5 separate regions of the Mus musculus genome follow, and all the other regions are linked to region 1. A link is a contact called in public Micro-C and targeted proximity ligation data. All regions are on one chromosome and are shown on one strand. The core of a region is the stretch at or near the end of the contact, and the rest is flanking DNA. Distances in the headings are between cores, read along the strand shown. Region 1 holds the start of Ndrg1 (N-myc downstream regulated gene 1). Region 2 has its middle 21 kb from the start of Mir30d. Region 3 overlaps Zfat (zinc finger and AT hook domain containing). Region 4 overlaps Zfat (zinc finger and AT hook domain containing). Region 5 has its middle 190 kb from the start of Zfat.

Region 1 (5,076 bases), core at 1,320-3,819:
AAACACTGCCTTCTTTCTGTCCCCTGCTGGGGTTAGTTCAAGCCACCAGGGGTCAATGCACCCAGGGACCCCAGCACTGTTGGGCAGGGGGGGGGGGGAGGTAACTAACTGAAAAAAAAACACCAGGTAGAGGGACTGTTACCCTTGTCTCTTTCTCACTGAACTGACTTTGCTTCCACTTCAACACATGATTTAAACACTTTCAAAACAAACAAACAATAAAAAGCAAACATATACTCTGCCTCTCCCTCCTACTGGCCTCACCCAAAACTTGGTAAGAAGGTAAGTTCCTATTCATTCCGTTGCATTCAGGCAAAACTCAAGTTCAGTCCTAACCAAGAGACTTCTGAGAAGGGACTCTGAACGGAGTTCAGACTCTGGCTGACCTCAGCCACAGACCTCTCCATCTCTGATCTCAGTTCTCATCTCTAAAGTAGCAAAAGACAGGAAAGGATGTGTGTGAGTTGGGATTTCCTTTTGAAATAGCCCAGCCAGTAGTTAGCAATTTCTGGTTTGCTTTCACCAAGAGAAAGCTTACGAGGAGAGGAGACTCTACAATGGACCCAGGAACTAAGCGATACCTCCTCCAGCCATAGGATTGTATCAGGTACCTACCGGGGTCAGGGCAGAAAGCAGAGCTGTCCCAATGATTTTTAATAATGTCAGAGCTCTTCCTATGGGTCAAGCTACTGTCCTTGGTATGGCTGAAAAAGTCCTCCTTCCCCAGTACTGGCCACGGAGATACCAAGCACCACCAAGCTAAGAAGGCCCAGGTGGGATTAGCTCCCTGACAGCATCTACTGTAGTCTCACCTCTTGGAGCTTTTCCAGACCTTCCTGTAAAGCCTCCCTCACACCTTTCAGCTCCGACTTGGTACCCTTCTGGCCTGGGGCTGGTTGCGCCACACCCATAAAACAGTGGCCCCTCCCTGCCACTGTCCAGAAGTTGGCAAGTCCCATGAAGATGGTTTTGGGGGGTTTTCCTCTGCACCTAGCTTTCTCTCATTCACTTCACACATGTGAAATAGACAAATTGCTAGGATCTCTAACAGTAAGAAGCAACCTGAAAGATTTGCCTTGAAATCCATAGCTAGCGCCTGTCCGTTCACTTTAGGTGGTGTAGGAGATCACTGAAGGGGGTAAGGGGGGGGGGAACATTGGCTGTCCTGAATTTCCCATCTTCTTCAGGAGTTTCAAGGACTCAAATAAGCTGACCTGCCCAGGAAGTCTGTGAGGGAGAGCTGAAGGCTGTTCTAGGACACGGACCACTGGACTTCCCTCCCCGACCTGTCCTCCCACATTAAAGCCCAAGGGACAGTGCATGGGGATCCGTGATGACTGCCAGCAAAGGCGACAGACAAGGGAAGACGGAAGGTGGCAGAGTAAGGAAGCCATCCACAAATCTTAGCTTCAGCTACTAATTTGACAGAGGCGGTGGTGACAGCATGTTTCCCCAGAGCCTGCAGCATTCCTCACGCCCCTCCCGAATCTACCCTACAGGCTGAATCAGAGACCGCGACCGGTCTCCCGGGAACGGACGAGCGGTTCCAGCTGCTCTCCGGGCTAAAACAGCAGGGAGGACCGCCTGGGAGAAAGAAAGGGAGGTGGGGCGGGGGGAGGCGGAGGCGAAAATGACGACACTCAGAGCTCCAGCCAACTCTGGGGCTGCCAGATGCCCGCGCGACCCTGGAGGCACAAACCACCACTCCCGCGCAGTTACAGAGCCAACCCGGTACTACCTAGAGGGCCGCACCCTTGCCTGGGCTCCTCTCGCCGCCGACACTCGCAGTGGCGCGTGCAGCACGCGCCGGGACACACCCCGGACTCTCCCCCAGCACACACACGTTCTCTCACACGCACAGCTTGGAGAGAGCACTGGGCTCTGGACTGGATGGGAACCTGGACTCAGATCACACTGGTTCGGGACCAGGCTCCAGAGTAGACACACCCTCGCCCCCTTCTCCACACTCCCCGCCAAGTCTGCTCACCCTTACTCATCCCCTGGATACACGCGCTACAGTCGCTCTTTTCCTAGTCACCCCATCACCCATCCACACCCCTTCACACGCGAGAGCACACACAAAGTGTCCCCTTGAGCCCAGTGGACAGAGAAGTCAGCTGTGGCTCAGGGTTGACGCCAGGAAGTGCGACCCAGGTATTCCCAGGCTCTCCGCCCCAACTTCGACCCCTTAATCCCACTTCCCCAATTAGAGAGAAAGCGAGACCCAACACGTCTTTTTGTGCCTTATAGTAATCGAAACCCGCTCCAGTGATGCCAGCTATCCCTCCGGCGCCGGTTCCACCGAAGACCACCAGTTGTGGTCTTCGCAAGGGCCACAAAAGACGGGCGGGGTGTCCAGTAGCACCCCGAAAGCAAGCTTTGCTGGGGGTCCTTGTCTTGCTCCGGAGGAAGAAGGCGTCCGGAGGGCTTACCTAATGAGCAAGCAAGCACGGAAAGGAGCCAACCACAAGGTTGGAGGTGCAGCGCCCCGCGGGAGGTGAAGAGGGAGACGAAGATGGGTGAGCAATCTGCCTGCAACGCGAGAGGGTAGCCTGGCAAGGTTTGTTTATGTCCGTGCGTGCGTAGGGCGATTTTATAGGCGCCGGGGCCCCGCCCCCAGGGCCTCGCCCCTCCCAGACCCTCTGCTCCCAGCGCAGCAGGAGACGGGGACACACCCCTTTCTCCGGCCCGCCTCGTGCTGCACCCTGCCTGGGCTGGGCGGGGCGGGCTGGAGCCGCCGCCTGTTGCGCAAGCCTTTGCAGGGGCGCGACTGGAGAGACTGCCCGGCCCTGCCTGCCGCTCCTCCCTGTGATCCGCTCTCGGGACCGCGGCGTGTGCAGCGAACGTGTGCCCACCGAGTGGTAGCGTGGTGTGCCCGTGCGCGCTCGTGCGCGTGTGCATAAGGACTCCCTTGTGTCTCTCTGCGCGACCGCTTGCCCCCCTATAGCCTTTGAGTTTCCTAAGCCTCTGCCCGCGCCACGCCCTTCTGGGCGGCACCCCCCACTTCCTCCGGGTCTCCACGCAGTCACTCCCGAGCCCCATTTACAGCCTAGACGGCAGACTTTATCTCCAGGCTCCTTTCACATTGCTTAGCTCCCTTTATTCTTGCTGATCTTGGCGCCCCACAACTCCCTTCCTACTCTGAGCTGCTGTTTCCCCGCTGCTCCAGCCCGCTGTGTCAGCTGTAAGCACTCTACGGACTGCAGTTTGTGGTCCCCAGAACGTGCATAGAATTTGCTTTCCAATCATGGATCTTCCTTCTGTCGTGATGTTCTAAAACCTTGGCCTGCTTGCCTGTTACCGGGTTCTCGCCCTGACCTACACCTGAGCCTCTCCAGGGAGCTTTTCTTAAGCAGGTGGATACCCTGGTTACACCCCAGAGCAGCTTAGTTAGAATCTGAGAGTGTGCCCCAACACTGGGGCTTTGAAAAAAAACTCCTCAAAGGGTGCAGCAAGATGGCACACCTGGTAAAGACATGTGGCCTGCAAAACCCTGGGGACCTAAATTCCATGCCCGGAAACCACAAAGTGGAAAGGAAGAACACAGTGCCATACATTTTCCTCAGACCCCTCGCTCCCCATCCCCACTAAATAAATAAACATTGCCCGGATTGGCTCAGATGTGAAACCACGTTGAGAATCTCAGCACCCAGCACCAAGAAAACATCATGTTATAGAGAGATTGAGTCACACCTAAGGCCCAGTCCAGTCATTGTTTCAACGCCACCTGCTCAACCCTTATGACTCAAGTGGCCTTCCCCTCCCCCCTCCTCTAGATAACCTGACCCTCATTCTCTTGGTCTATGGATATCTAGGGAGCCGCTTTAAGAGCCTGCTCTGTGCTAAGGAGCTGGAGAAGAAGGAAGTAAGAAGAAAAAAGGAAAGCTCTTTCTTTGGGGGACATAGCAAAATGGAGCCCCAAGATTTCTGTTTCCCAAGACATCCATACAAGATCGCTAAGCTGAGCTTACCAGATCTATAGTTGTCCTGAGCACCTACTATGTTCAAGAACTTCTGGACCCAAGGACCATGAGAGTGAGTACTGGCATGTTTGCGAGTCATCCTGTTTTTGCTTAACAACACAGACTAAGCAGTCTGTTACCCCATTAATAACCATTTTTCCCAGAATCTCCCCTGTTTTGTCTTCCAACAAACATTTATTGAGTACCTATGGTTTACTGCTTGTCAAAGAGTGTGTCAGAATTGCCAACTTTCCCAACAAATGTAGCCTCAGTATGGACTGGGGGGCGGGAGGGGTACTTTGCCAGGAGAAGCTATTTCCTGTCCCTGTGAGGAAGTCTTTCTTCAGGACAGGGCATATAGAACAGCTCAGATCTGCAGCAGAAGCCCCGAGTATGTTGCTTATGGGATCTGGGTCTGTGTTCAGGAAGCCAGACCTTATAGGTAACCAGAAGCATTGAATTTTCTGCTGCTGGACAAGTTGGACCATTGTAACTCCACCCCTATTTCCAACCCTCAGGAGGCTATAGCAGGAGGATTGCCAAGATCAGCATGGGCTATGTAAGGAAAGAAAACCTTGTCTCCAAACAACAGAAAGGAAACCGGGTCAGGAGGGTAGAAGAGAGAAGGGCAGAGAGAAGAGAAAGACCTTGACCTTTGGTGCAGAATTTACAGAGCAGTCGCCTTCTAAACCCACATCCAGCTTCTGAGTGAGGTCCCTTTGAAAGTCCACATACCATAAGGTGCCATAAGCCAGAACAGAGAAGTTTCCCTTCCTGATACAACTGACTGGCCCCGTTGCATATGGGTGAAGCAAATTCATGGGGCTATAACACCTAAGTACAGGCAAGAGACTGCCTTAGTGTAGCTGTGAGTGCATGCCCAGGATGGAAGATGCTGGCTCCCAACAGAGGTCACGCACCCAGGGAGTTGAGCTCTGCCTGAACACCCACCTCCCCAGCCCATGACGGCTGAGGCAGCAGAGTCTGTTGAGCTGAATGTGGCTGTCACTGCATTGAGCTGTTAGAATGATTCCCCTTTCTCTCTGGTCAGCAATAGAATTGGATTTGCTTAGCAAATATGCACAGGACAGGCTGCCAACCCTGCACGGGGTGA
Region 2 (5,076 bases), core at 818-3,317, 1.4 Mb after region 1:
GTTTTAATTTTTTTTTACATAAACAAGCAAAACAGTATCAGAATTAAAGTCGCCATGCTATTGCACCAGACTTTTGCCATTCTAGTAACCAATTTAAGGCACCAATCTGATGAAAAAAAGAAAGAAAGAAGGAAAAATGTTCTCTTCAAAATTTAAAAATTACTTAGGAAAATCTAGCTTCTAGTTCTGAAGAGAGTGCACCCAGGGGAAATTTCAAGGTTACATTTTTACTGTGTGTGGACCTAGACCAAATCTATTTTGACTTTACTCATGTCTGGGTATAACCGATTGTTGGCCTCTGCTGCAGGACTACCTCCTAGTGAGAATCTTGCCACAAGGTGATTTTGAGACACCACTAACTACCTAGAGTGGGATTCTTGTCAAATCTATGGTAAAACTTGACTGAATAGTGAAACAATTTGAACTACGTTTCAATGTGACTCCTTAAATGGTACAGCTTAAATCAGATGACAAACTTTCCACTCATTAATTGATGCATGAAAATATGGACAATGAATTCAACTCTGTCCCCAGGTAATGTGTGATAGCCATATTCAAGGAAACATTCATAAGCCATGGAGATGCCAGAATTCTCTTACTAAATTGTCCAACAAACAAATTTCATAAGTCAAACAACATTTACTAAGTACTATTTAAGCAGACTTGAAGGTACCCTGCTCTGTAAAATTCTCATTGAACTAACAACTACTTAACTTGTTTTGTAACCTTAAACTTTAAAATATCCAATTTCTTAAAGTGGAGGACAGCTGCTTTCCTCTCCCCCTCTACCTCACTGCAGCATTACTGTTTTCCTATTTCCCCTCAAGCAAGCTCGGAAAACTGTTAGCCCCTAACCAACTGTTCTTATATAGTAGAATATGCAAGCAACACCAGCAAATTTGAAACATAATTAAGTGGTTTTAAAGTATAAGCAGAAATGTACTTCATAAAAAAGTCACTTTATTTTTGGCATTGTTCACAATAAACACTCAAATAAAATGACTTTGGAAAATGGAGACATTATTATCTCAAGTTTCTTCCCCATGGGTCCTCATCACCTGGAGTAAAAGGTCCAAGAACTGTTGAGTTCCATAAACACGTGACTTCTGTGAAGTCAGCAAGGTCAATGAGCCTATACCAGGGGGTTATGTTGAATAAGGGCCACTGCCTCTATCTTTAGTTCCCTTTATGAAGAGTCAGGAAAACCAAACAAACAAAATTCCTTATATGTTACAGGAACTGTTTGGAGGTTGTGACAACTAATCACCCAACTACAGGATAGTATGCAGATCCTTGTCTGTAAGGGCCAGTGGAAGCAAGATTAGGAGGAGGTACAACACTGACTGCTGAGGAACAAGTAACAAGATGGCCTACTAACCTTCCCTTCCTTCTCCGAGAACCTCCAGGGCTGGGCTTCATGCCACACCACAGGGACTCAATTTCAGAGTGAGGGTTCTCCACTGAGAGAACTTTTTGAAAGTGACAATCATATATTCAGAATTAAAAGGAAAAGCACTCATATATCAGAAATGCTCAGGGTGAGAATCAAAACTTGAATTTACTAAGCCTTCTAACTTACATCAAATTTACAGAAGGGTGTCCTTCTGGCTGTTCCTTCACTATAACCCACTACACCTTTCACAAACCGGGGAGTCTTCTAAAGTTTAATATACACCTGGCACCTGTTTAGACTGGTTTTTACTGGGGGGGGGGGGGTGAGGCATCTCTTATCAATCTGAACACACTACACTGGAAATTTCCAAACTCCCAAATAAAGGCACACCAGGTCCGAGTGCGTGCCTGGTATTCTCAAAGTCATCTCCTGGAGAGCCGTTCATGTAGGAAAATCACTTTAATGTCTGAGAAGGAGGCAGGATCCATGCGCGCATTATGATCCTGCTAAAACTAAAAAGAAAGAAAAAACAAAACAAAACAAAACATGTATCCATGAAGAAAGGAAGGTCCGGATTAGCGACTGACAGTCCGAAAAGACCTGGGTTGGAAGAGTCCCGAGTTCCTCTGAGGGAAGCTGTGCACTGATGGGTGGCACTGGGTCAACGTGATTACTTAACCTTGCCAGCCAAAACTAAACTCTGCTCGGACCAGCCCCAAAGCTGGGGGTGCCGGAGCCTATCAAGTACTCCGGTGTCTTCTCGTTTCTTCCCGTGAAACGTGGAGCCTGACACCTGAAACTTCACCCAGACGCTACCGCATTTCGGAGCGTTTGCATTTATTTTTTAAAGTGCAACCGGCAAGAATCAGTTGTCGGCCGGCGTGCGAGAGGGAGAGATTAACCTATTTCCTGCACACACAGGAAAAGAACTCATGACAATTCAAGCAGTTCCCTCTCTTCCAAGTAACTTTTTGGTAACCATTCGTCCTGAAATAACCACAAGCAACAAACACTGGGCACTGGCATGGCAACGACCAGCGGGCGTGCCAGGTCCCCCAAAGGCGGGGTCCGTGGGTCTGCGACCCGGTCCGGCCCCGAGCTGCGGCCCCTCAGCCCTCAGCCCCCCAGCGCCGGTCCTGGCTCCGCGCGACTTTGGCGGGGAAATGCACTTCGCCGGCCCGGACGGGAGGGCAGCTCGCCGCGGGCCGGAGTTTCCGAAGTGTCCCGAGCCCTTCCCGTGGCCTCGGCGACTCCCGGCTGCGGCCGCCCGGGGGCCCACCTGCCCCAGGGCCGCGGGGCCGAGCCGCTGCCGAGCCCGAGGGGCGGCGCCGCCCCCCGCCGGCCGAGCGCCTGTCAGCCGCGCCTCCCAGGCCGCGCCTCGCCCCGCACCGCACGCGCCCAGCGCCCGTCGCACTCACCTGGCCGCTCTCGCCGACCGACCGCGCGAGGCCGGAGACGCGCGACGAGAGGCCGCCGCCCGTCGCCCGCCCGCCCGCCCGCCCGGCTGAGTCCACCTCCCGCCCGCCCGCCCGCGCGCGCCTCGCGCCCGTCGCGCGCCCGTCGCGGCCGGGGAGGGGGTCGCGAGCACGCGCGGGCGAGGGGCGCGGGCGGCGGCCGCTGGGAAGCCGGCCCGGCCGCGTCCGTCATGGCGCACGGCGCGGCGGCCGCTCGCTGCGTTCTCTCCGTTCGTTCGCCTTTAGTTTGACCTTTCCCTCCAGTGTGTCTGAGGAGAGCGGCCGTGCGCGCGCGCGTGTGCATGGCTCTGGGTGTGCGCGCGCGCGCGCGTGTGTGTGAGTGGGAAGGGGCCGGGTTCGTTCCCCGACGCCTGACGTCACTGCCATGGCAACGGCAGCCTCCACCCCTCTCTTCCCGCTTCCTGTACCCGCCCCCCTCGGCACGTTAAGAGGCGGGGCTCACGTGCTCACTGAGCGCGCGTGCGCACGCACCCGCAGCGCGGGGGGCGCTGGGCGGTAACGAGGCGTCCAGGAAACTCCTCCTTCTCCTTGCGGTCCCCCGGAATTGGGCCAATATGGAGAGGAGGTGCTAGGGGCGGGCGCCCTTGGTTGCTAGGTTGCGTGAAAAATATCCTGAGGTAGTGCGAAAACTCTCCCTCCATCACTGAGCATGTCTGGGGAAAGGGGGCGTGTGAGCCCGAGTTGGGCGAGGTGAAGGAGGACGTTCAGAGAGTAGCAGAAAGAGGCTGGACATTGGGGACAGGTCAGAGCGTGTCGAACTGGGACCGCGTGGCTGCTTAGAACGGTTTACTTCTTCCCACCTCCTTGTGTGATCATGGGCATGCACGTTAAACACTCTGAACTGAATGTCCCAGCCAAAAAAAAAGAAAAAAGGGGTGGGGGGGATACTAAGAAAATCTGTCACAAGATGATCGTTAGTACTAAAAGAGAGAACTTGCGTAATGACTTCCCTGGTGCGTGGTAAACACTAAACATCTAGCTGCTATTGTGGAGTACATGGCCTAAGAATTTTGCAAGTGGGTACAAGGGACTCGTGGTTTTCTGAGACAGAGTCTCACTATGGAGCCCTCTTTGTCCTGGAACTCAATAATGTAGACCACCAGGCTAGCCTAGAACTCAAGAGCAGTGTGTGTTAGGATAAAAAAGCATCGGCCACCTTCCCTGGAGTGACATTAAATGATCACAGTGGATTACTGTCATAGCCTTTAAAGTTCAAGGGTCCTGTGGCTTATGAAGCCACCTTTTAGGAAGAGGAGAATAAAAATTTGCAGGGAACACTCTTTCCCGTTAAAGATCTTCCCCTGTGACTATGGAATCACTTCTCAATCTCATGCTGTCTCGTTCCCGCAGAGGTTTAGAATGCTCAACTTAAAGGGCTGGACCCTTAAGTTATTTGAGGAGAACGGTTCTGTACCACCCACAAAAAAATCAACAAAATTGCCCTTTCCTCTGATTCCTCAACCGGTGTTAATTTACTGCACGTTTTCTTTAAAGGTGCTCTTCAAATGTGTAGGTATATGAAGAAAAGGTAATTTAGCTAACCGGCATTTTCCAGTGGTCAAGTGGGAAAGAAGTTTGTTGTCCAACCTGCAGGCATGCAATGACCAGATCTGGGGAAGGCAGGCTCCTTAGATTTCAGACTAGCTGGTTACCTCCTCAGTCCTCAAACCTCTGATTGAAACTCTTTTTAAGTTACCCCTTAATTACAGTCTGCCTCCCAGAGTCTCTTGGCTATTGCAGGACTATTTCTACTGTTGCTGTTTCTGCTTTTGAACCTCAAATCTAAGCCTGGCCTTGATAGAGAATGTGACCCAAGCTCCGCAGATACACTCTTGAGTTCTCTACTTTCTTCCAAAACTAGTAGTATTTATGTGGCCCTTCTAAATTCCCAAAAGGTTGCTGGAATTACTCAGTTGGAATGTATCAGTCTCTTTTCCAGAGCTGCTGGCATACCTCTCTTTGGACACAGTTCTTCACAGGCTTCATGTTCTGCCATCTGCAAAAGTCCACACTGAACATCCATGTTTGGTCCAGTGTATCACATAATACCTATTTCTTTAAACTTAGGTCATCGGCCTTCTTCCTTGGCCTGAAAAGCCATACAGGAAGGAAGCATGTCCATTTCAATTTGGCTATACCCTACCTCTTTTTCATATCACACACAGGACGACTTAAGCAGCCACCTAGCAAACTGCTGGCTAGGCTCCC
Region 3 (5,076 bases), core at 1,720-4,219, 1.3 Mb after region 1:
GATGCCATGAACTGTGTCATTTTACCTTTAGAGAGACAGTGCATCCCTTGTTGCCTTTATCCAGGAAAGCAGGCCACTGGCCACATCATGCAACGGCTAGAGCACGCAGGCCCGCCCCTCTCACCCACTGAGCACCACTGCTCAGTCACTGTTGCTTCGTTCTGAAGCTCATCCATTCCTTCCTTCCTACTGGAGCTCTCCCGCGGGCCTGCAAACATGTCCCTGTCTCTTTTATCTGAAAATAAAAACCTCTCTGATCCCCACCCTCCTGCTCCATTTTTCTACTTCTCTTTGAAGCAAGAAAGAAAATATGAGCACCAGGGTGAGCAGCCACACAGCACTGCTGGCATAAAGACCAAAGCCAGCCAGGTACAGGAAGTCACAGGAAGGAGACCCTCCCTGGACTCACAGGAAAGATCTCACCACAAACTACCAAGGGACTTAAGTGCCTCAGAGATCAGTTCCTACCAAATATGTGAAACAGAAATCTAACCTAGCAGAACACTGCTTTGTCAATAAAACATTCTCCTGAGTACTATCAGCCGATACTTCATCTTTTCCAAGCAAGGTTTAATTCTTAGAGAACGAGAAATGTTTTCCAGGCAAGGTGTTGCCTTTTAATAACGCTTTTCTTTCTGCATAGAAAGAATGCTTTCTATGTTTTCTCAACGTGATTCTTGCTGATCATGCACATATCAACATGGTTTAGGCAGAAACTGGCTATAATCCCCAGCCCACAAGAGAGAAAACAGGCTAGAGTAGCAGTAGGACCGGAAGCCCGATGCCTTATGTATTGGTTACTCCTATGGTGTGTTAAAACACCCAACAAAAGCAATTTAGTGAAGAACGACTTTATTTGTCCTCAGCTGGTCACACTGCCAGTCAGCAAGCAGAGACAACTGTTTAGTTCACTTTCTCCTTTTTCTTCAGTCTGGACCCTAGCACATGGAACGGGGTCTCCCATTGTTAGAATGGGTCTTCCCACTCAGATTAGCAGACTCTGGATTATCCTTCAGAGATATGATATAGGTGACCCTAGGTCCTTTACAATGGACAGTATTAACCATTATACCTTGATAACTGGTTTTGACATGGATATGTGAGGCTAGAAACCACGAGCTGAGCTCTACCAAGTTACAGCTAAAATACTCAGGACATCTACAGGACTAAAGCCAGCCATGTCTGACACATACTTAAACATATAATGACTGACTAACAGGCTATTGACAAGCCCTGACCCAATCTGTGGATACAAGGATGACTCTAGTCCCAGGCCTGCAGAGAGGTGAACCCTCAATCCACCATGACACAGACAACACAGAGCCACTGTTTCTTACAGTTTGCCATGGTGTAACTTCCCAGCCAGCCTCTACTAGTCTAATGTTCCAACATCATTTCCCAGACGTTCTCAGAAGTCTGAGAACCTTGTGACATTTAGCAGTGAAGAATGTCTGGGGACCACAGAGTTATAAGACCTCTCTCAGTTCAAAGGCACAGTAAACATCATGTGGAGATTAAACAAATATGATGACTCTTTGGAAGACAGCTCCAGAGAGGGCCTGGGTACCCCAGGGTGACACCCAACTCGGCCATCTGCTATGAATTAGCATGAGCTTCCCCTATACCCACTGCGTGGTCAGCTGTTGGGCGGTAGACTATGCCTGCAGTTCCGAGTGAGGACAAACACAAGCCCTGAGACCCAGAGCCATGCCCAGAAACGTGGGTTCGATCAAGCATGAAACAGGGCTCAATGAAAAACCCTGGACCAGAAAAGGCCACTGGGACAGAAATTTCTCAGCAGGGAATGAGACCAAGAGACAGGTCCTAGAAAACATCACATGGGATGGTAACTCCCAGAAATTGGGGTGTTAAAAGAGCAGAGACTTGGAGCCCCAGGGTGTGGGGAGGTCTGGGGGGGTGGGGGGGATGAAGACATCCTCTTGGAGACGGAAGTGAGGAGGATGGGGTGGGGGGTGGGGGGGAATATAGAACAGTCGGAGGGCGGACCCGGAGGGAGATAAAGTCTGAACTGTAAAAAAGCTTAAAGAATAAAAAGTGAAAAATAAAAGAGCAGAGCAGAACAGGAATTAGTATGGCTGAAAGCTCCAGCAGTGATGTCTTCACTCTCAGAGCTAGGCCCCAGTCCCTCACTCATGTGCTACCCAACTCTCTCAAGTCCTGCCTTGCTGAGAACCCCCCCCACCCCCCACCCCACCCCCCGCACCAGTCCTCTGCAAATGGAGGGATTTGTTTACCTACTGCAGCAGAAAACAGCAAGAACCTGAGCTGCATGAGGAATCAGAAAACAATGGGGTTGGGGGAGAACTGGCATGATATAAGAGGTCACTAAAGGGGTCTGCCAAGAACAGAGATGGGCATGAAAGTGGGATACGCAGGGCTGAGAGAAGAAACACACCAGGCAGAACATTGCTTGTGATCGGAAGTGGGCAGCAGAGGGTAGGCAGGTGAGGGCCTCTGCTCCGTTACTAACAACGAAATTATGTCTTCAATAACTGCCTGCCCTAGACACCCAGGACAAAGCGCCGGGCATACCCTCTTGAGCACAGGCCTCCAACATAGGTGAGAGAGCACTTCTTGAAGATGTTTTTAGAGCCATGCATGAACAGCAAAATGCCAAAGCATTGAAAAGAGGCATTGTATTATGCTGTACACCCCCAAATGTTAAGGATTATTAATACACTAAAGTAACAACAGAAGAACCACTTCTATTTCTACAGTGGCCAGATATGAAAAGTGTATCTTATATCCTGAAATATAGTCCTAATTATGTTGTCAGCCAGCTCTGATGAGGATGTGATAATTTGGATGCATTTTGGGGTCCAATTACTATGCTCTCCTCCTTAACAAAAGACCTCAGAGGAAAAATGACATGCTCAGCACAAGGAGACCCACTGCAAGCAGTCTGTGCATGAGCATGCAATTCCCCTGAATTATCTCTGCACTGTTCCAGAGGAAACCCTTCCGATGCTGGTATATGCAAGTCCTCATTCTACATTCTGAGCTAAGGAGCAGCCAGGTCCTCCGTGGACCTCTGGCCTAAACTGCCCTAGGAATGCTAAGATGAACAAGGGCTCTGCCCCAGCCCTCCCAGAAGGTGACCATGAACTGGACTGTGAGTCTGGGGTTTCAAAGGATAATTTAGTCCCTATGAAGAATATTCTGGCACCTGACACACTAACACCCTCTGCTGTTGTTCCTGGTAAGTCCATTTGGCATAACTAGATTAAAACAGGCCTCTGGCCTCTGTGATCTCAGCCCTTACGCCGCCAGTGCCTAGCTTGAAGAGGCCATTGACTACAGAACTAACAGTGAGTTCATGCCCATTGTGAAACAGTGACAAATGGAATCAGAGGCAACAGAATCACTGAACACTGCAGCGCATCTTCAGACCTGCTGCACATCAAGTCAGAGGAAGACAGAGAAGCAAGGAGGATCCTTCTCGTGTCCTTAAGGGCCTTTTCCATCCTTTCAGGGGCTCCCATGCTCTTTCCAAATCCAGACACAGTATGGGGAAGAGAAGAAGAGACAAGGGGTGTCACCGACATGAGTGGTGTGGTCAGGAGCCCTGGGTGAACTCTTATAATATTCTTTCTTACAGGAATATCCTTAGGGACATGTGCCTGTCTACACTATCTTGTGAAGCTCCTCAGGCCTGGCTGTCAGGATTCCGGGACTCCCTCTGGCTGTCAGGACTCTCAGGAAAGAGGCAGACAGACACATGTGCCTGGGGCAACACACAGCACACGACTAATTCCTACATCTTACCCTCTCCTGAGGATGGTGCAAGACTGACATGCCCGTCATCTACAGCCTGTCGGCCTAAGGAGGCCAGACTCTGAGAACGCAGACCATGGCGAGAGGGAGACCACTGCTGGCGAACTTTTCAACACTCCAGACTCCGAACTAACTCTCCTGAAATTGATTCCATCCACATGAAATTGACTGAAATGAAAAAGACTTAAGGCTAGCTAGAGGCCAGACAAGACATGGCAGGTGAGTGGCCCATAGCCCAGTGAGGAGATACAGAGGCTGGTGTCAGAATATGGGCAGCAGCCAGGCCAAGGTATCCTGCACAGACATACACCCTCAGCCAAAGGCAGACCAATGCACAGCTGCCATTCCAAACCCTGTGGCAAAAGGACCCAGAAAAACGGAGTACATGAATCCATTCTTCTCACTAACGCCAGCTGAAAGCTCCGAGCTTACAGATCAGACAAACACAGGGAAACTCAAACTTGAGACAGGCCAGTTTACAACCATGAGACCTAGAAAACAGCACGGCAGTGTATGCTTTGGGTTTCATCCTGCCTCCTGTCAGAAACCCAAGAGGCCACAGATCTGGAAACTCCAGCAAAAACCAAAAGACAAGCAGGAACTACCAAGCAAAAGAGGCACTCTACGCCCCACCACGACCAAACACTTCAGTAAACATTGGCCCTGGCTCCATCCTACATTCAAAAGTTAAGAGGGAATCAGGACTCTCACAAGTGTCCAGCCATAATGCTCATGCCAGCTCTTGACTAAAGTGCTACAGAAGGCCACACGGGAGAAGCACTGAGACCCATCAGACCTCCTGGCTCTGGGCAACCTTAACAGAGCAACAGAGGTACTACACCTCACTGTCCAACCCAATGTTGGCAGAGTCGGTGTGGGCCTGGGTTTCACCAATTTATCCCAGAGTCAATACGGGTAGAATAGAGCCAAGAGTCCATCATCTAGCCCAGTGAGAGTCTGGCCTCCACCACCCTGCCTGTTGAGAGTCTGGCCTCCATCACTAAGCCCATTGGAACCCTGGACTCTGCCACCCAGCCCACTGGAGCCTAGACTTGATCACCCAGCCTAGTGGGAAGCCTGGATTCCAACATTCAAACCAGTGGTGTCAAAAGAAGTTCAGAAACAGCGAAGATGAATGCAGGCCCACCGACCCTCTGCCACAACAGAGTCAAGAGTGCCAGCCTAGGCAGAAGAGCTAAATATGATCCAGGATTTCACAGCCCAAACAGCCATTACTCATAACCATTCATTCCCTGTGACTCTTCAAGAAACAGGAGAATA
Region 4 (5,076 bases), core at 1,301-3,800, 1.2 Mb after region 1:
TGCAAAAATCAGTGAGGGAAATAAAATCTTTTCAAAGTCTGTATCTTATATATGGCATCCGGGGGAGAAATTCAAAGCTCTTTAAATAAAATAAAAAGGGATTTAAGAGCATGGGGCTGACGAGAGCTGCAGCAGATAGTCACTGGAGCTAGGTTCGCTGGGCAAGCTGAGAGCACCTGCTTAGCAGCCAGCCCTCAAAAACAGGGGTGCAAGGCACGGGTCAAAGGGAAACACAGGAGACAGGCACAGAGGCCTGAGGGCACAGAACCAAGCCTCAGGCACATCACATTCCACACACAGCTGATCCTCCTCGAAGTTGCTGAGAATCACTGTGCACCACATCTAAGAGACCAGGAAAATGTTAAGGCCTTGTCTCTACAGTTTTCAGAATAACAATGTTTCCCAAAATGCTGGGAAAAATAAATAAAGAGAAACTACGAATTTCAATAGCTTTGCTGGGAAAGACTCCACCATATTTGCCAGGCTATTCCCTTGCAGGAAGGCCATATTCCTCTTTTTAACCACACCACTCTTAATGATCCCGTCCCTCCATGTGCAAAGGTGCTATCCAGGGTCTGTCTGAGTAGATGGCTTTCCATGGCCTTGACCCAGACTTCAGAGTCAAACTTCAGATCACTGTACCCTTTCAAAGTCTCCTTGAATGATGTTACCACAACTCAGGAGACACTGAGACGACCGTGGCTTTGGGGCTTGATGGCATTCACGAGTACAGACTTTAGGGAGAAACAGGCTACCACATACATGCAGGAACACAGCTCCTGCAAAAAGACTCAGGGAATGCAAGATCAGCAAGGCCACTGTCTGAGAAAGTGAAGCCGTCCTAACTAGTTACACGACACAAAAGCTTTCGTTATCCCTAGGTGATGGCCTATATTACTTAGTTTATCTCTTTGTCTGCTTAGTGATTGAACCTAAAGTCTCATCCAGGCAAGGCAAGTACTCTACCACTGAGCACACCCAACCCTGCATGGGTTTCATCTTGATTATGGCGTTTTTCTTTTTAAAGAAAGTACTGATCAATAGCCATGGCTGTGGCCTTGGTTCAACACCCCCCAAGTCCCTGACTGTAGTTCCGAGGAATCATAACCAAGAATTCAGCCTTTCCCACTAAGGGCCGCAAGCTCAGTCTGACTCTTGCCAAGGAAGCAGCTAGCACACACCCAGCAGGGCTGACTCCCAGGACAGATACCCAACAGAGGCCAGATATGATAGACACATCATCTCCTAAGCTCCAGAATTGGAATCAGCATGGAACTTACATTAATCTGTTCACTAAGCCCTAATTCTTATGTCTAATTACGCTGCAAGAACCATATATTAAGAAATTTTATTAACCTTGTAACATGGAGCAGTCACAAGTACCTCCCACCAACTGAGGTTTCTAATTAAATCAAAACTTTTTCTAGTATGGTTTGGCTACCTGTGTTTCTCAATGTCTTTCCTCTGTGAAGCCCATATCAGAAAGTGTTATGAACGCTCTGTGCCTGAGCCTTGACCCTTAGGCTTCTGAGCTCTCCATAATCAGACACTTACCTTCAAATACATACCTGCTCTTTGTTATCCCACCTAGAAACAGGAACTGATCCTTATGGCCTTGTTGCGCCCAGAACCCACCTTCACAGCTCACAACCACAGGAATTCATACTGATTACATTTCAGGCTAAGCCCTATCAGTAAAAACCCTGAGGTAGCTTTGATGTTAAAAACATCAGGCCAGGTGCCAGCACAGCTATCCTTACAATCAGGCTCAAGGTGAGATGGAAGGCTAAAGAGGACAGAAACTTCCAGAACCAAACATTAACATCTTACTTCCTCCAGCAGTCTACCTCTCCCTGCTTATGACACATGCTCACGTATCCCACAGGGGTTTATGCAGAGCATGTTGAAGGGAGACAGTGCTTAGCCCTGGTGAGAAGAAAGACAGGCTAGGACCACGTGCACTTTCAGATTGTACATCCTGTGAAGTCTAGTGTTTTCCTGTTACCCGGGATCGGACAGTCTCTGCTGGCCTTGGCATGCCAGCTTCCAGCCTTGCACTTACAGGCCACTGGAGCTTGGGAACTCACCATCAGACGTGTGAAGGAGCTTATGACTTTTCAGTGTCCCTTTGGATTTGAATTTCTTGCCACACATGTCACAGAGGTGGGTCTTCTCAGTGCTGTGACGATTCATATGAGCTTTGAGGTTGCTCTTGCTACGAGTTGCATATTCACACAGAGAACACTTGAAGGGCTTCACACCTACCAACGAGAAATGGATAGCTGTACATTTACACGTGTCTGTGCAAACATGGGTGGGGATCCCAAAGAACAGTTCACACCATATAAAACATCCAACTGAACAGAGCAGTATACTTGCTTACTCCCAACGTGTCCGCACACCTCATGTCTGGCCGACCTCATCTTGTTCCGCCTTACAGAAATACCGCAGAAGTCAGGGTTCCCAAGCCTCGGCTTCAGGACAGTTCTAGCTGCCTATCAGCATTCTGTAATCCTACAGCTCCCTCCTGCCAAAATGCTCTTGCATACCACAGTGATTTGATCACCTCTGCTCTCCCTACAGTCTGGTAACTCCCTGAAGACAGACACCCTGCCCAACTTACAAAGCAGTCATTAAATCCAACTCAACTGAGTTAAACTAAATAAAATTATAGGCCACGTCATTCTTTGCAAAAATCAATAGGATCAGGCACTCAGGTCAAGTCTGGAAGAATATTCCCATTCATAACATAAACAGAAGCACAAAACACTGGACATTCTGCATGACTCACATGTAACTATTCCCAAGCTATTGTGCCTACTCCACTTGTATTGCTTTCCCCCACCCAGCCAGTGTGAGAACTGCTGTCGTGGTTCATCTCAAATGCATTTCTTGACCTCTTTGAACTGTTAGACTCTCTGAGCACCTGCCCACCGTGTGAATGAAGTTCCTCACGTGTGATCAACACCTATGACTATGGAGAGTCCCCAGACTTATCTTATGTTGCCCCTTCTTGTTAGTCTTCATGCTTATCTTTTGCATTTGCCTACTGCTGCTCTTTTTCCATGTTTTATTTTGGGAGTGAGCTGGGAGAAAGAATACTTACAGTGCAATTGCAGTGATTAGCTCCAAAGACTCGCGAATAATGTAATGTGGGTAAGTAGGCTTTTCTTTATCCTTTACAGTTCCATCATTATAAAGAAATTCATAGACAAGTGAAAAAGAGCAGGCCATGAACACTCCATCCTAAAACTGCAGCCTTTCGTTTCCTAAACCTTTCTCAGAATTCAGAAGGTTTTCAAATTGAGAGATTTCTTCCAGAAGTTCAATGTGGAATACTGACACCCGTGTCCTGTGAATGCATAGTGTTGGCTATACATTAAGCCTGGTATGGAATACTGACACCCCGTGTCCTTGAATGCATAGTGTTGGCTATACATTAAGCCTGGACATACACAGGGTCTTCTTCTGAGGAATGTAGGAGACCATCTCACTGATGCCTGCAGCAAATCTCAAGGCAGTTTATAATTGTGTTTCATGGAAAAGTGACCAGAAGATGGAATATTTGTCCCATCCTGCGTCACATACAAAGAAAGGAAAGACTGAACCACGCTCTCCCACTCCAGACCTCTGTCTGCCATGCAAGCATTATCCCCCAGGGGAACAGATTTATAATCCTCAGGCTGCCATCTCCCTGGATTTGCATCAGCGTCAGGTTCGTGGTCTGTCTCTGACCACTCCCAGACGACTCCCCTGAGCACCATCCTAAACCAATCTCCACACAAAGGCTTCTGCCTCCTTCTCTACTGAGAAAACTCCTAGCAATGACTTCCTTCAGTGCCCTCAGAAAATGACATATAGGTATTCATCTCGTCACCACTGTCAACTCCTCCTTTCTTGCCTCCACATGGGAGGTATCGCTTTCTCTTAGTGCGAGTCAGTAAAGATGTAAAGAACAGGGCTTTAGAATCATGTAGCATGGGTCCAAATCCCAGTTCCCACTACTTTTTGGCTGTACAACACGAGCATTTCATAGCGTTCTGTGCCTCGTGTTCCTCACTGGTAAAACTAACCTGGCTTGCTAGTCCCTGAATGCACTAACTAGCGTACCATGAGCAAGCCGAAAGTACACACTGGGCCCACAGTGCTTACTAAGTGCTGGCACACAAGAAAGCACCTTTCAGTTCCAGCACTGCACCTCAGGTCCACTGCCTCCTCTCTTCACTGACTCTCTGCCCATCAGCTCCTCCCCTGAGCCCTGCCACTGATAGTATGTTATGCAAAATACTTGGCCATCCATCTTCCTCTGACCCTACAGTCCTGCCTATAGTGGTCAAGCTCCCGACAAGCAGGAAGGAACTATTACGCAGGACTAGCAGGGCACTTTGCCACTTGCACCTTCCTCATTCTGAGGAGGGCAACATTCTCCTCTAGCGGCAAGGAATGAGGTCGATGACAGAAGACCCTTGACTCCTAGCTTGTCAGAATCTTTGCAAGTAGCTGTCCAACACTTCCAGTCCTGGCCAAGCCCCCAGAGCACAGCAGCCCCTATGCTTCTCTGGACTGCGACCTTTCTACTCAACCCTTCCACTTTCCAATCCTCTCTCTACAGTATAAACAGTGACGCTCCACACTGCCAAAATGTCAAGCCTCCAGCAGCCCGTTTTACTGCCAATCCTTCATAGTTCCATTGTTCTTCAATGCTAGTTACATACAGAGCAGAGTAGTGGGCACTGCAACTGCCCAGAGAACATATGGGCTTTCCTGTTCTCAGGACACTAGTTAACCCGTAAGCAAAGGACAGTGGTCTAATTCACTACAGTTATATCCAGAGCTAGAAGATGGGAAACACCTCTATTAACCACAACTGCAACTGCAATTAAAGTCATGGTCTTAATCTCTGATCTCTATTGGCTAGAGTCATATATCTACATGCTAAAGAAATCACAACAGCAGGGTATGCAAAGGCAAACTTCCTCTTTATGTAATCCCAAAATAATGTACACAGAATAAAATTAAATAGATGTTCCAGATGGAAAGACAACTCACCCTCATGAGCCCAGATGTGCCGCTGAA
Region 5 (5,076 bases), core at 704-3,203, 1.1 Mb after region 1:
GAGTGTATGTGGAGCTAGGCAGGAGTCAGAGAACAGAGTCCTCTTCCTCATCCCCATGAATGCCATGGTTCATAACGGGAACTGGAAAAAATCTAAAGAGTCATGGGAAAGGCTCAGAACAAGGAGACAAGTGGTCACCTGTTGTGGTAAATCTCCAACTCCAATAAGCCCATGCAAAGAACACACAACTCAGCTATATTCATAAACATCATGCCTAGATTGGGCAGATACACCACTATACTACTTTATTCCCCAGCTATGAGCTCCCTGGCTACTTGTGGCTCCTCCAGACCACGTGGTTCTGCTCCATTTTTCTTCTACCTCCTCTTCCTCCATCTCTTCTGTCTCCTCATCTCCCCTTCTCCATTCCTCTCTTGCCTCTCTTAAACCTCCAGCCTTACCTTTCCCTTCCACTGCCCAACCACAGGCTCTAGCCTTTATTGGACCAGTTTAAATGGGGAGAAGGTTCACATAAAATCACCCGAGTATGTGGTCCCCTCCTTATGGGGCAGTCCCTCTTAAGGAAGTAGAATTAGCATAAAATACAAATTGCACCAGGGCAATCCACAACAGTTACCTCTCCAAGAGGAGCTCAGTGCCTTGAACCATATCACTAACCTCATCAAACTAGGACAGGTATCTGCTATCAGCACTCTACACAGGTCCCCACCTGCCTCGCCATCACTGGTCATAAAGACACACACTGGAGGCTGCTGAGAAAGGAGTGCAGAAGGAGAGAAGTCTGAATATCACAGGTGCTACATTGAAGGGGCAGAATAAACTGTAAAGAGATAAATCTGAGCCACAAGAAGCAGGATAATCTGTTAACTGACAACCTCAGAACCCCAAAGCCATTCACACAAGTATGGTATGGGGTAGAGAGCTTAGAAGTCATCATGGGCACACTCCCTAATATATCTAATTCTAGTTTCATTTGTCTGCCTCTGATGATATCTCAGTAGCTAAGTGCTCTCCTGGATTCCACTAAAAAAGCCACGAAGTAAGAATTAGGGCTAAGCTCCCGCAGAGTCTAAGACTTGGTTCCCTCTGGGTACAGAGTCTCTGCAGCTGAGAAAGGAGCACCCCTGTTAGGAAGGTAAGCTCTATTAGGTGGGGAGCCATTTGATCCAGCAAAGTTTTATCAATAAAGGTGGGGTTCTGAAAAGAAGAGATAAAGAAAATGGAGCTGTAAGTGGAGAGAACCTGGAGGTCAGAGAAGCTAAACCGCCTGGGAACTGGAGCATCAGGAAGGTATCAATGTACTGAAGACAAAGAAAGAAAGGCAGGTATGTATGAGACCCAACCTTAAATGGGAACTTCAGTTTCTGATTATCCATCCACAAGGATGTCCCTATATACTCATGAGAAGTTACAATAATGTTTATCAGCAGAACAGACTATTCCTTCCATTTTGTGTTGATTTGGCTGGGTGGGGGGTGTTTGAAATAAACAAAAGGCATCCTGTTCTCTCTTTCCCTTCCATTTTACCAACAACACATTATATCAAGAGATCGGAGTTGTGAATATTATTCCTTGCACAGAAAGAGTGAGAGTAAAGGCTATATCACCAGCTCTGGAAAATTTTAATGCCAAGCAGCTTCACGTACCAGGGACCTGCAAGAGTAAGGCACACCAGAGCAAAAGGGCAAAGATTGTCCTTCAGGCATTGAGAATAACTGGACATAAGAGACATAGACCAAAAAAAAAAAATGATGCCACTGGAAAGGAAGCTATCCCATCCCATTGGAGTGCCTCTGGCAGCTAAGAACACAACATGGGCAGTTCATGTTTTATCCCTGGAGATGATTAAGAGGAAATGCGAGTCATCTTGGTGTTCTCCCCATCCTCAGCCGAATGGAGCTTTTATTATCACAGTGCAAAGAAGAGTCAGGAGCTGAATGGTGCTGAACTCCATGGCTGGGCTCCATGTGTGTTTCATAGCCATTCATTAATATTCATGTTGTGACTAAATGACCCCGTTCAGCATCCTCCCACACTCCCTGCTTCCAGCACTTGGTCCCTACTGTGACCCCCTTGGAGGGGTGCCCGCCTGTCCTTCTCTCTGCCTGGAACCAAAAGTGCCTGCCTATCTCATCACACAGCGCCTGACATGCTCATGTCAGACACTGACACCCTACATCAAGCCTTTCCTTCCACCCATCCAAAATCAAATAAGTTACAATGTGGCCATTTATCCTCCCTCCCATTGTCTCCGCAGGCTGGCCCTGCCGCGGGGGAGGAAGGACAGATGGAGTCATCCCCTGGGATACAGAGAGATTACCTCCTGCACTGCACACAGCAATCTTGTCTTCTCCGTAAGCTAGCTTTCAGCAAAGCCTGTGCACTCTGAAGTGCAGTGTGTGGTGAGGACAATGGATGCATATTATTCCATTTTTCCAATCCCCATTCTGAGGACTATTTGTCCCAGTAAACTCTGGGCAGACTTCCCATCCTTTGGCTGAAAAGAGGTACACGACATATACCCTGCCGCTGTTGTGTTCTTCTCAAATTGAAACGGGCACTCTGGAATGGTGGTGGTTATGTGGTCCCCATGGGGAAGACTGCAGAGACCTGGTCTGTGGCTCCAGTGTCCAGTGATGCAGCCAAAGGGCAGCCTCTCTTTCTCTGTGATCATTCCATGGCAGGACTTAAAACTCAGAGTAGCACACAACTTATAAAGCTCAGGCTATGGGGTAGAAAGACAGGTGAGCTATTGATGAAGTCTTGAGGAGTCAGGGAATACAGTGGACATCACATATCAGACCAGGTCTCATACATTACGTTAGTGCCTTCATCTCTTCTCCATGTACCTAACAGATACATGTGAAACAGTATTCTAGGTGCTGTGCTGCTATGCAGCTGAGTAGTGAGCAAAGCAGAACCTTCTTGGTCCACACATTCTGGTCAGGGGCCAGTCATGCTATAGAGAGACAGGTGAAAAATAAAGGCAGAGATGAAGGCTGATGGAGATAGAGTCAGAGGTGGGTGGGCAGCATTGCCGTTTTGCTACAGGATAATCAGGGATAGCTGTGGTCAAAGAGCATCCCTAGGAACAAGACAACTTCAGGATTCTGTGCTCCTCAGGAAGGGGGAGCCATGGGACAATGGTGAGTAGAGAAGCCATCTGACCTAGTTGGGCTTTCACGGGCCCCATTGTCCGCACAAAGGACAAGGCAAAAACAGGAAAGCCTGCCAGCTAAGGAAATAGCAAGGGAATGTTGGCCTTGGGCCTGGCTGGCAGCTGTGAAGATGTACTGCAGGGTTGGGGAAGGGCTGGAGTGCTGGAGACCACGGACTGTCCCTTGGACAGAGGTACATTCACCTCTTATATTCTGGAAGCCTAGGACCCCAGCTTACCACCTGTGGCTCATTCCCACTGAAGAAGTAAGGAGAATGCTTGGTCCTGTGATGGTGACAAGCTTGGGCATAGATGAGATGCTATTTCACTCTTCCTGAAGAAGAGTGTGAAGAGGAAAGGGATATTAAACCTTTCTGTCCGAGCTTGCTGTGGGCAGCTCTCAGCCAGCCCTGAAGCACGACACTCTACAGGGTCCCACCTTGACTTTGTGAGCAGCACTGACATTTTCTTTCCCAGCCAGGACACAAAGCCATGTCAAATCACTTCAGTGGCTGGGGTCACAGCTCCAGAGCCTTGGCAGTAGTGAAGGAACACCCATGGCAGGGCTGCTCAACCCCTAACCACTTCCTTTCCCACATAAAAAATAATAATTCTAATCTCCTCTTGGCCTTGTGTAGGAGGGCCTGTCCACAATCGGCCTGCAGCCTCAACTTCTCCAGCAGAACCCTCAGTTCCTCTCCTCCTCCTCTTCTGGTTTGTTCCTTCTTCCTTCTCCGGGTTGAATCTTGAGCAGAAGTGACTCAAAAAAAACGTCATATGGATAAGTAAACCGACTCAGGGACTGTTTATACTTAAACACATTGAAAATAAACTCACCCAACATACAAAGGATAGAACTCTTGAGAACTTTGTGTGTCCTTCTTTATATTTTTTTTTCTGTATTTTCTGAGAAATTTCCAGCAGAAAGGACCTTGCCGTGGGCTGCTGGGGTGACAAGTTCAGATGGACGACAGATCCCACGCCAGGACACTGGGCAGTGGGAACAACAGCTCTCCCACCAAGCCATGCCACTCCCAGAAGTCACAGGGAACCGAGCATTCATGAGGGATAATTAGAACATAATCCAGCGTTGCGGGGCGAATTAAAATGTGTTCCAATCTTCAAAGTGTGCAGATCTCAGGGTTCTGCATTTGGAACGTTTCAAAGCTTCCTGGAATCTATCTTCATTTGGTGCCCAAGCTCTGGAGAAAGATGATAAACAGGCCTGCAGTGAGACAGCCAATTAACAAGCCAGGGTTTATAGAAAAACCAGGCAGGATTCTTTGCTTCCGTGCAGGTGGCACACTGACTGGAATATGTGGGTATGTGGTGTGTGTTTGGTATGAAATGGGATGTATGTATACATTTTGTGTGCAGTGTGGTCTATGTGCACAGTGTGGTATGTGTCCTGTGAGAGAAGTGCATTGGTTTTGTGTATGTGGTTATCTACTTTGTATGTATATGGTGTTTTACTATGGTATTCAAGCATGACGTGGAAACTGCCCTCTTGAAATCAGAGCAATTATGATTGCACCTATGAAATTGTAACAAAATTGTAGCCATGAAGATTCTTTCTGGATGGGCAGGGAAACTGTCACCAGGTGCACTGGGCTACACAGGAGGCACAGGCAGTTAACAGGCAATGGAGGAAGGGAGTCTGTTGAGCGGCAAAGCTTCCCACACTCCTTACTGTTGCTTCTGTGCCCTAATAAACCCACTGGTTCTCTGAGTTAGACTTGGCTGGAACTATTTCTCTGTTCCATCCTCATTGTCCCCTCAGGTGGCTTATTCCAGGAAAAGCCACACAACATAATGCTATGTGGGTTTGTGTTGTATGGGGATATCTGTGTAGTGCACGGCATGAATGTGTGTAACTGGATTATAATGTTTTGTATTTTGGATGTGTGGATCATGGTGTGTGTGTGTGGTGTGGTGTGTGTTTTCTAGTGTTCACGGGG

The links. A called contact is a pair of places that touch in the nucleus more often than the background predicts.
Region 2: a contact with region 1 is called in a Micro-C map of embryonic stem cells, with 11 times the contacts expected there. A contact is called at or near these places in 10 of 39 promoter capture datasets (the 3T3-L1 cell line, 3T3-L1-derived adipocytes, the C10 cell line and 5 more), 4 of 484 Hi-C or Micro-C datasets (LSK cells and embryonic stem cells), 3 of 130 datasets of targeted methods (astrocytes, extraembryonic endoderm stem cells and large pre-B cells) and 2 of 9 other capture datasets (adipose tissue and liver).
Region 3: a targeted proximity ligation map of forebrain shows a contact between it and region 1, with 18 times the contacts expected there. A contact is called at or near these places in 12 of 39 promoter capture datasets (the 3T3-L1 cell line, 3T3-L1-derived adipocytes, the C10 cell line and 8 more), 3 of 484 Hi-C or Micro-C datasets (cortical neurons, embryonic fibroblasts and uterus), 3 of 130 datasets of targeted methods (embryonic forebrain, embryonic stem cells and forebrain) and 1 of 9 other capture datasets (macrophages).
Region 4: a contact with region 1 is called in a targeted proximity ligation map of pancreatic cancer cells. A contact is called at or near these places in 3 of 39 promoter capture datasets (cranial neural crest, hippocampal neurons and liver) and 2 of 130 datasets of targeted methods (embryonic stem cells and pancreatic cancer cells).
Region 5: a targeted proximity ligation map of stem cell-derived neural progenitor cells shows a contact between it and region 1, with 5 times the contacts expected there. A contact is called at or near these places in 1 of 39 promoter capture datasets (liver), 4 of 130 datasets of targeted methods (embryonic forebrain, large pre-B cells, neural progenitor cells and 1 more) and 2 of 9 other capture datasets (embryonic stem cells and liver).

The regions. Positions count from the first base shown.
Region 1 is chr15:66,967,072-66,972,147 of GRCm38.p6, forward strand. It overlaps Ndrg1 (N-myc downstream regulated gene 1), which reads right to left and starts at 2,570. Exons shown (of 16, transcript NM_008681.2): 1 at 2,433-2,570. Gm2895 (a long non-coding RNA gene) reads left to right here and starts at 2,577. Exons shown (of 3, transcript XR_875396.3): 1 at 2,577-4,035.
Region 2 is chr15:68,360,059-68,365,134 of GRCm38.p6, forward strand. No RefSeq gene overlaps it. Among named protein-coding and RNA genes, the nearest start is that of Mir30d, 21 kb to the left of the region's middle.
Region 3 is chr15:68,228,027-68,233,102 of GRCm38.p6, forward strand. All of the region lies in intron 1 of Zfat (zinc finger and AT hook domain containing), which reads right to left. Among named protein-coding and RNA genes, the nearest start is that of Zfat, 28 kb to the right of the region's middle.
Region 4 is chr15:68,163,666-68,168,741 of GRCm38.p6, forward strand. It overlaps Zfat (zinc finger and AT hook domain containing), which reads right to left. Exons shown (of 16, transcript NM_001145888.1): 9 at 5,050-5,076; 10 at 2,088-2,261. Among named protein-coding and RNA genes, the nearest start is that of Zfat, 93 kb to the right of the region's middle.
Region 5 is chr15:68,069,393-68,074,468 of GRCm38.p6, forward strand. No RefSeq gene overlaps it. Among named protein-coding and RNA genes, the nearest start is that of Zfat, 190 kb to the right of the region's middle.